Linked DNA regions of Danio rerio: region 2 is linked to region 1. The links are chromatin contacts, called in public HiCAR-type maps. All regions are on one chromosome and are shown on one strand. The core of a region is the stretch at or near the end of the contact, and the rest is flanking DNA. Distances in the headings are between cores, read along the strand shown. Region 1 holds the start of hcn2b (hyperpolarization activated cyclic nucleotide-gated potassium channel 2b). Region 2 holds the start of polrmt (polymerase (RNA) mitochondrial (DNA directed)).

Region 1 (4,130 bases), core at 1,286-3,785:
GCTAAATCAATTTTCAACTCTTAGTTGCTACATTTTAAATGGCATAATGACCTAAATGTTTCCTTGTTTGTTAATTACTTTATATTGTTATAATGCTCTGTAAATTTGAACGCTTACCATAAATTTGTACAAGTGATTACTGAACTCTAGATATTTGTAAAAATTACGCAAATATCAGCACTTTAATTTCTGGTTAAATGAGCTTTAAAATGTTGATCCTGTTACTTAATTATTAATTAATAATTAATTAATTATTATTACTGTTACTTAGAAATTAAGTGCCTCCTAATTTGTTAATGTACTAATCGTAAATAGTCATGATGATTTAATGAAATAGGTCTATGCAAATTTTAGTGTTAACTCTGTTTCTGTTCTTTTTTTAAAGTGTAGAAATACTTCCTTGTTTCTTAATCACTACATTTTAATGTAACTTGTCAGAATGGGTTGATTTTAAATAAATATTTTTATCCTTATTATTGCACAGCTCTCAATTTTTTATTTATTAAACACAACTAAAAATTTGCAATTTTTTAGATGCAGTGGGCCCCCAAATATGATCATACTCATGCAAATGATCACCCTATTAAATTGTATTATTTTAAAACTTTCTTAAAGACCCAATTTATTCTGTGCAAAAATTTTATTCATGCTCTAAAATATTATTGGGAAAATATATACGCTTTATTATAATTTTTTTAATTGTATTTTATTTGTATTATTTACTTTATTTAATCTATTTATTTATTTCAAATGTTTGTATAATTCATTTAAATCCTATTTAATTATATTATTTATGATAAATTATTTTAGTATTTAATTTTTTTATTTCAAACGTTAGTATAATTTATTTGAATCCTACATAATTATATTATTGTATGTTAAATTATTTTATTATTTAAACAATTTATTATTTTATTTAATTATTTCAAATTTTTGTGTAATTTATTGAATCTTATTTATTTATGTTATTTTGTTAAATTATTTTATTATTTATTATTATTTTATGTATTTCAAATGTTTGTATAATTTATTTGAATCTTATTCAATTATATTATTTTATGTTAATTTATTTTATTATTTAAACAATTTATCATTTTATTTAATTATTTCACGTTTGTATAATTTATTTGAATCTTATTTTATTATTTATTTTATTATTATTATTTTGTTATTTTGTGTTAAATTATTTTATTATTTTCTTTATTTATTATTATAACTGTGTGCTTACCTGTCTTAATAACAAATGTTTATTTTTTAATTTTTTTATTCATTCATTCATTCATTCATTCATTGATTAATTGATTGATTGATTGATTGATTGATTGATTGATTGATTGATTGATTGATTGATTGATTGATTGATTGATTGATTGATAGCACTTTTTTATTTACAGGTTTGGACCAGTCTGAAAACCCCATACTTCATAAATCTCTGTTGATTCTGTGTAATAATGTCATAGCATCATAAGTACACCAAAAGTGTAATGGCATCATAAGCAGCTACCTCTTTTTTTTATTTTTTATTAATTACTTCACCTTAATATTATTATATTAATATTTATCAATACAGGATGATCTCATATACGTTTTACAAATAAATAAAATAATAATTCTCCTCTTTTTTTTTAAACCAGAAAGGCACCTGTTTTCTAAAATAACACCTGTGCATTGAAACGTGTGCATTTGCAACCAGGTATGGAGTCTCCAGTGGCGTCCCTCCATCTCATCAGCCCTACCTGAAATCACTGTACGGATGAATAATCCAATTGCCGGCGGATTTGACCCGTTCCTGCTCCTTCTCCACTGCCTTTTGGCTCCCAAACATACGCAGGGAGAATTTGTTGACCCCGGGCTGCAGCATGGCGCTAAACTGCCTCTGCATGTAAGTTTGATTGTCCCTGGCTTCCCCATCTTCCGCCGTGATCTGGCCATCCTCAGACTTGGAGAAGCTGACGGAATTGCCCGCTGGGTTGCTCGGACTCGGTCCGTGCGCAGGTGCGGCGCTGGAGAAGGACACCCTGGAGTCCTTCTTGTCCGCGGGAGGAGCGGCGGCGGCGGCAGGAGTGACCGAGCCGTCCATGCTGGAGGTGCTGGAGTGACATGCAGATGCTGGGAAGCCTCCACCTGTCTGCTTCTCCAGCTTGGAGAGGACTGAGCACACGCTGTCGTCTCTTCGGCAGTCTCCGTTGATCACGCATCTCATTCCGGTGGCATCCTCGCCGTCAGAATGAGCGCCGCTCCGGGAAGCGTCTCCGTGTCCGAGGAGCGCGGCGGATTCCGTGCTGCGTCCACATGAGGCGAAGTCCTTGTTGTTGGAGATCCTGCTGCTCGCTGCTCCCCCTCCTGGCGCTACAGTCTTCATCTTGGAGGAAGAGTCAAGGATGTCGCCCCTGCGAGTCTCTTTGTGGTCTTCATCGCCGTCCTCCGCTTCATCCATGACGGCGGCGAGGGAGCTTTGGGGTGAATCCTGACGCAGCCAGATTTTACGAAAGTGCAGACGCGGGCATGCGAGTGCCAATGTCACCAGACACAACTACAGCAGCCGCGTTGACATGGCTGCACTCGATCACTCCCTTACCTGGAAACGCATCACAAGCCATGAGTTCACATGATGAAGGCAGGAGGATGGCAACTATGTCTATGAGAAACTGGGGGAAAATGGTCCGAGTAATGAGACATTCACTCGTTGAATGTTAAATTCGCACAATTGGTTTAGTAGACTTCTGGAATATTTCTAAAGTTAATCAAAGTCAATGAATGACTTTGAAAAAAATTACAATTTTATAAATATAACTGTTTTTTTAATGTGAAATTAATCATTTTCGTTTTGACTGTGAACTTATTTGTTCATAGATTTAAAGATATTTTTATCATTAAGGACTTTTACACAAAAGAGCATAACTATAAACAACTATGATGTATCATATGTAGGGCTTGACATGAACTTTTTTGATCACCAGGCACTATGGCTAGTAGTTTTCCAATGCTACTAGCCACTCACTATTTTTACTAGCCACAATTTTGTTTTTGTGAAAATATATTTAATATGTATAAATTTGACTTTAACATGTTAAAATTACTTGTAATTTTACTTGATTTAAATTTTGTTTTATGTCCTCATAGCTGCTTGTTCATTTAACTTTTGTGTGTGTTGTGTATGACCTTGTTCAATAAGGATGAGCATTTATATATAAATAAATAGATTAATTTTATTTTACAGGAATTTTTAGGTCTCAACACTAAGATTTTACCATTTTTCTGGCTAAACTAAAATAATTATTTCCTTGCCACAAATTTTAAATATTGTGATAAAACAAGCAAAATATAGCTGTATAGATATACTTTTCATTCAACAAAAATATTCTTAAAAAAACAAAACAATTGACATTAAAAAATTATTTTCATGTATCTAAAACTATACACAGTAGTCTGTCCTGGCTGAAATTCCCAGATTACCAGTTAACTATATATAATCTCACATTAACGCAAAATTATAATTAAACCATATTAACATAAGTAACTGTAAGCAAAAGAAAGCCGGTGAAAAATATACTGTGTGTGATAATGAAAAGATGATCACACACAGACGGTTTTTAGGCTCATTATTAATCTGTTTAAAGAATGGTAAAAGTGAAAGCGGCAACTGCTGCTGTTTACATAAAATCTGGAGCTCTGAAAAGCAGCATAAATGTGGTTGCACGAGCACCGTTTTTTCCAGTCTATTTAAAAGAAAAACCAGTTGCGTTTTTAGGCACAGGTTGCTTTATGCAAGGAAATGGGATGCAGGGGCTTTTAGGCAACCATGCGCTTCACATCAGCTGTGCGTGCGACACCAAGGGTGTACTCACACTATGTACAGTTGCCTTGAACTGGCTCAAAGCACGCTTGCCCCCCTCCCATCTCCCCTGACTTCCCGCACTCACATTACATTTGGGCCTAGGCACGCTTACATCATCGATGATGCACTGTTCAGTAAGCGCTTTCGCTCAGCACAGTAGAGATTTCTTCAGTTATATCGTTTAAGTCGTTTTATATGCAGTGACGCAGTCAAATATTTTGCCGAACAGATCGGCCACTTTTGACACTGATAAACAATCATAAAGTCCTCGTGCATTAGGTGGTTTGCTGAA
Region 2 (4,123 bases), core at 661-3,160, 150 kb before region 1:
TAATCAATTTAATTTAGTTATTAACATTAATAATTTATTATTTTCATGCATGGTTTAATTTAACGTTATCTACTAAATACATACTTTATGAAAAAGAAGTATGTAATGTAATGATGTTATATAATGTGCTGACTCGTCACCTATTTTCAATTTTAATCTAACATATGTGAAAGTTTAATTTTAAATATATACATTGACAACCAGATAAACATCTTATTGACGAACATCCTACAAATGATTTAGATATGGTTTTCCCAACAATTTGACAAAAAACCCATATATTTAAAACCATGCTAACCTCAAATGTACCTTAATTTTGCTGCACTAATAGTTTAACCACGGAATTTGTAGCAAAACTTTGGTTATACAAATGCTAAGCAATGTGCCAGAAACATGTTTACTACACTAAAATAAAATACATTTTTGTAGATACAAATTCTGAATTACTAATCACACAAGAAATATAATACTTCCAATAAACGTCAACTCTAAAGTGTAATCTTCCATAGAAAAATGTTTTATGAAGTAACAAATCCACCTCACAGAAGGTGATATTTATTTTGTGTGATTTGAACTCCCAAAACAAGTGATCTTAAGATAGAAAATGTTAACTTAACAGATAGAAAACGTTCAAATTTTTGAAAGATTGTCTAACACAGTGTTGTTTTCCAGGACCCGTAAAGAGAGCTTATATTTTGTCTCATTATGATTAAAAAAAATGTGTACGATATTATAACAATAGAAAAAGATTTCCTACATACCCTGTTAATTTAAAGAGCTTCAAAATAATGTTAATATTATTTATCCTGCAAACTAATTTCTAAAGTTAAAATTCAATATTGGTGACTTAAATGTATTGAAACAACTGAACACTTGTTTTTCCAATGTAATGTGATACAAAGATTTTGAGATGAAGTATTAATTTGGATACAACTGAAAATATCTGTAAGACGTATCTTCTCAAGGGAAAGTATTGAGTTTTGCTTAATACTTAAAACATATATAATGAATAATTTATCGTTATTATTAAATTGTATATTCATAAATGTAAATTTTTCAAAATTCCTCCAAGACTAGTGGTGTTTAGAGAATAATGTGTGATCTATTTGAAGACATTAAGAGAGATGAAAAGCCAAAAAGCAATAAATTTATTTTTATATTTACATAATTTGAGGATTTTGGTTTCATGTTTTGAGAACTTCAACTCCTCTGCTTTTTATTTTTTCTTTATCATTTATTTTATTTGTTAATTTTTGGCATTTTATTATGATTTATTATTATTAAGGAGGATGGAAAGATTGTGAATGTATGTAAATTGATTGTTATCTCAGTCTTTTGTGTAATTCTAAAAAGTGTTAATGCCTTTCTGTTATTGTTCAAACATTATTAATGAAAAATATGTGTGGTTTGCGCGGCAAACACGTGGTTAATATTGCTTGGCAAAGTTCGCCATCTACTGTAGTTTCTAACAAACACAGGCCATTAAATATAATCTAGCCATTTCACACACAAAACGATCTTAACACGTAATATACTTTCTAACTTATTTGTTGTACATCATATATTAATAAAAAAATGTCCAAAATGGGATTCCTAATAATTAAATCGAAAAATACTTATTAATTAAATTGATACATTATCCTAAATATATGTATGCAATTAGACGAATACTATTTAACAAGTGACTGATTAACAAGTGAGTTAAAGAGTTTAATTATTTAAAATTATTTGAGAACGTCTTTCATTTCTTATCGCCTTAAGAACTTTAAAATAAATACATATCACTGAAATTCAACTTACATGAGATACAGTAGCAGCAGTGTTTATCCAACCTCAAAATGAAAGTTCGATGTGCTCGTCGTTCTTGGAGGTCTAACCTCGTCGAATCGTCTATGAACTAGTCAGGTCTAAACAAAATGGCGGCCTTCAGCACAGGATAACGCGGTGTTTCAAAACTATCATGACAACATGTCACTCTTGAGATTGTGTGCCTATTCAGCGGCTTTAACGCGCAGTTTTGCAGCTGACGGGTGTCTTCGTAGTTTTCTAAAAGGCGATTGTTGTCGCATGTGTCTCAGAATAAGGATCAACGGAGAGAGACAAATACAAGGTAACGTTAATGAGAGAGCAGTATTATTATTATGCTATCATCTGTCTCGTCCTTCAAATCCACTTTACCTCAATATTTATTTGCATTACTTATTATTTTGTTGTCATTCATTTTATATTGAGTATATTTTACATTCACGTTTCGTTTTACAAACTTTGTTTAAGTCAGATAGTTTACGTCTCAATGTCAACAAGGCTTTGACATGCAAGAAAGTCTGTGATGTTTGCTGTTTTATGAGATTTATACACGTGTTGTGGATGCTTCTTTGGTGTTCATCTATCTAGACATAATAGATCTGTAGATTGTTTGTTGTTATGTCTCTTTCTGTGTCCAAACAAACACGGAAGTTGATTAACTTTTATCGTTATTCACTTTATCTGTCATTTTTCCAGACAAAACATGGGCTACGATTTACCGAAGGCACTATTCAGTCATTCCTAAGAAGGATGATGGGAAGAAAAGAGTCTGGGAACAGTCTCAGCTGTTGGATGGTATGGTGTCTTTCTCCTGATGGTTATATTTCTGTTAATTGTGGGTTTGCTAACTCAGACGTTTGCTTGTGTGATTTTTCGTTTTGTTGAACATTTTATTTGAAAAAATATTTTATTAATAAAATAAATCACTTATGTCGTAAATAATATATTAATTTGGTCTTGAAGTTTACATTTTGCAGTAATGTAAATAGTCACTTAATAGAGATTTAATAGCTTATATATTATTGCCTTGCATCAGTTTGCTGTTTATTCGGATAAGGTTTAGTGTACTTAATAAAACTTAAAATACCTTATAATGTACTTTATATAAACTTTATATGTTGTATTTAATTATATTTTTATTTATATTTAATTTTATTATTATTACTAATAATATAGTTCATATTTTGCCATGATTAAAATAGTCGTACATCTATGTTTGCTTCAAGATGGCTGTACTATTTTATTATATATATATATATATATATATATATATATATATATATATATATATATATATATATATATATATATATATATATTATATTATATTCATAGCCGTAAAAGACAGTCTTGGTCTACAGTTGAAATTTTGTAAGGATAACATGCAACTCACTAGGCTGTATTATATATTTTTAGTATGATTATAAAGGCAAAAAAGATTGATATTAAGCAATATTCTTTTTTTTTTTCTTGAAATTGTTCGTTCGACAGCCACAATACACTATTTTTACCCATCATGTTATTTATTTATTTCAGCTATTTAGTTTTATTTTAATAACTTTTGTTTTCCTCTTATGATTTAATTTTTTGGGTTGGGCATGAGCTTACATAAGTTAATAATAACACCATTATAATACAGATAACTGTCTTCACCATTAAAAATAGGCTTAAAACATATTTTCTGGTGTTTAATTTTGCATGAGCAAATAGCAGACTGAATTACATATTTTTTTAAAAACAATCATTTACCTGCAGCGCATATGAGTTTGATCCACGGCATATCCACTCACTCACACTCTATAGACCTATATTTTATTTATAACACTGGAAACATCACAGGCCGATCATTTTAAAGCCAAAAGCCAATAAAATAAATAAGTGTCCTTACTTAATACTGCTTTTACGTAGCAGAATGGGATGTCATACTTTTCACACCTGTGTAAGTGTGAATGACAATTTGAAAATGAAAGCAAACAGTCAAAAGGGTTCTGTCTTTTGTCAAGCCTCAAATAATAGTATTTATAATAGTAATTATAGCATAGACTACTGTGTGGTTGTGCATTGTCAAACTAAACGTTTTTGTTGCTCTAATAAAATATTCCCTTAATAAAAAACAAATGTGTCAAAATGACTGGAAGTTGCAGTCACTACTAAAATTTATTTCAGTTTAATTTCTAAACATTGTGAATGCACTAGATCGGTTGCTCCAGATATGGTTATTAACCTTAAGTAGTAGACAACAATCAAGTTTAGAGAAGCATTAATTAAATTAAAATCTGCATAGACTACGCCACTGATGTGGATTAAAATATTCAAT

The links. HiCAR-type assays count read pairs that join an accessible place to other places.
Region 2: a contact with region 1 is called in a HiCAR-type map of caudal fin, with 9 times the contacts expected there. The contact joins the promoter of polrmt here to the promoter of hcn2b in region 1. A contact is called at or near these places in 7 of 18 Hi-C or Micro-C datasets (caudal fin, embryo, fibroblasts and 2 more) and 3 of 4 datasets of contacts at active chromatin or transcription factors (caudal fin, embryo and gastrula embryo).

What each region holds. Positions count from the first base shown.
Region 1 is chr22:18,656,153-18,660,282 of GRCz12tu, reverse strand. It overlaps hcn2b (hyperpolarization activated cyclic nucleotide-gated potassium channel 2b), which reads right to left and starts at 2,535. Exons shown (of 8, transcript XM_680322.10): 1 at 1,737-2,535. The coding sequence starts at 2,437. It overlaps LOC141380308 (a long non-coding RNA gene), which reads left to right and starts at 1,530. Exons shown (of 2, transcript XR_012398130.1): 1 at 1,530-3,148; 2 at 3,203-4,130.
Region 2 is chr22:18,806,019-18,810,141 of GRCz12tu, reverse strand. polrmt (polymerase (RNA) mitochondrial (DNA directed)) reads left to right here and starts at 1,910. Exons shown (of 21, transcript XM_005170522.5): 1 at 1,910-2,110; 2 at 2,503-2,601. The coding sequence starts at 1,969.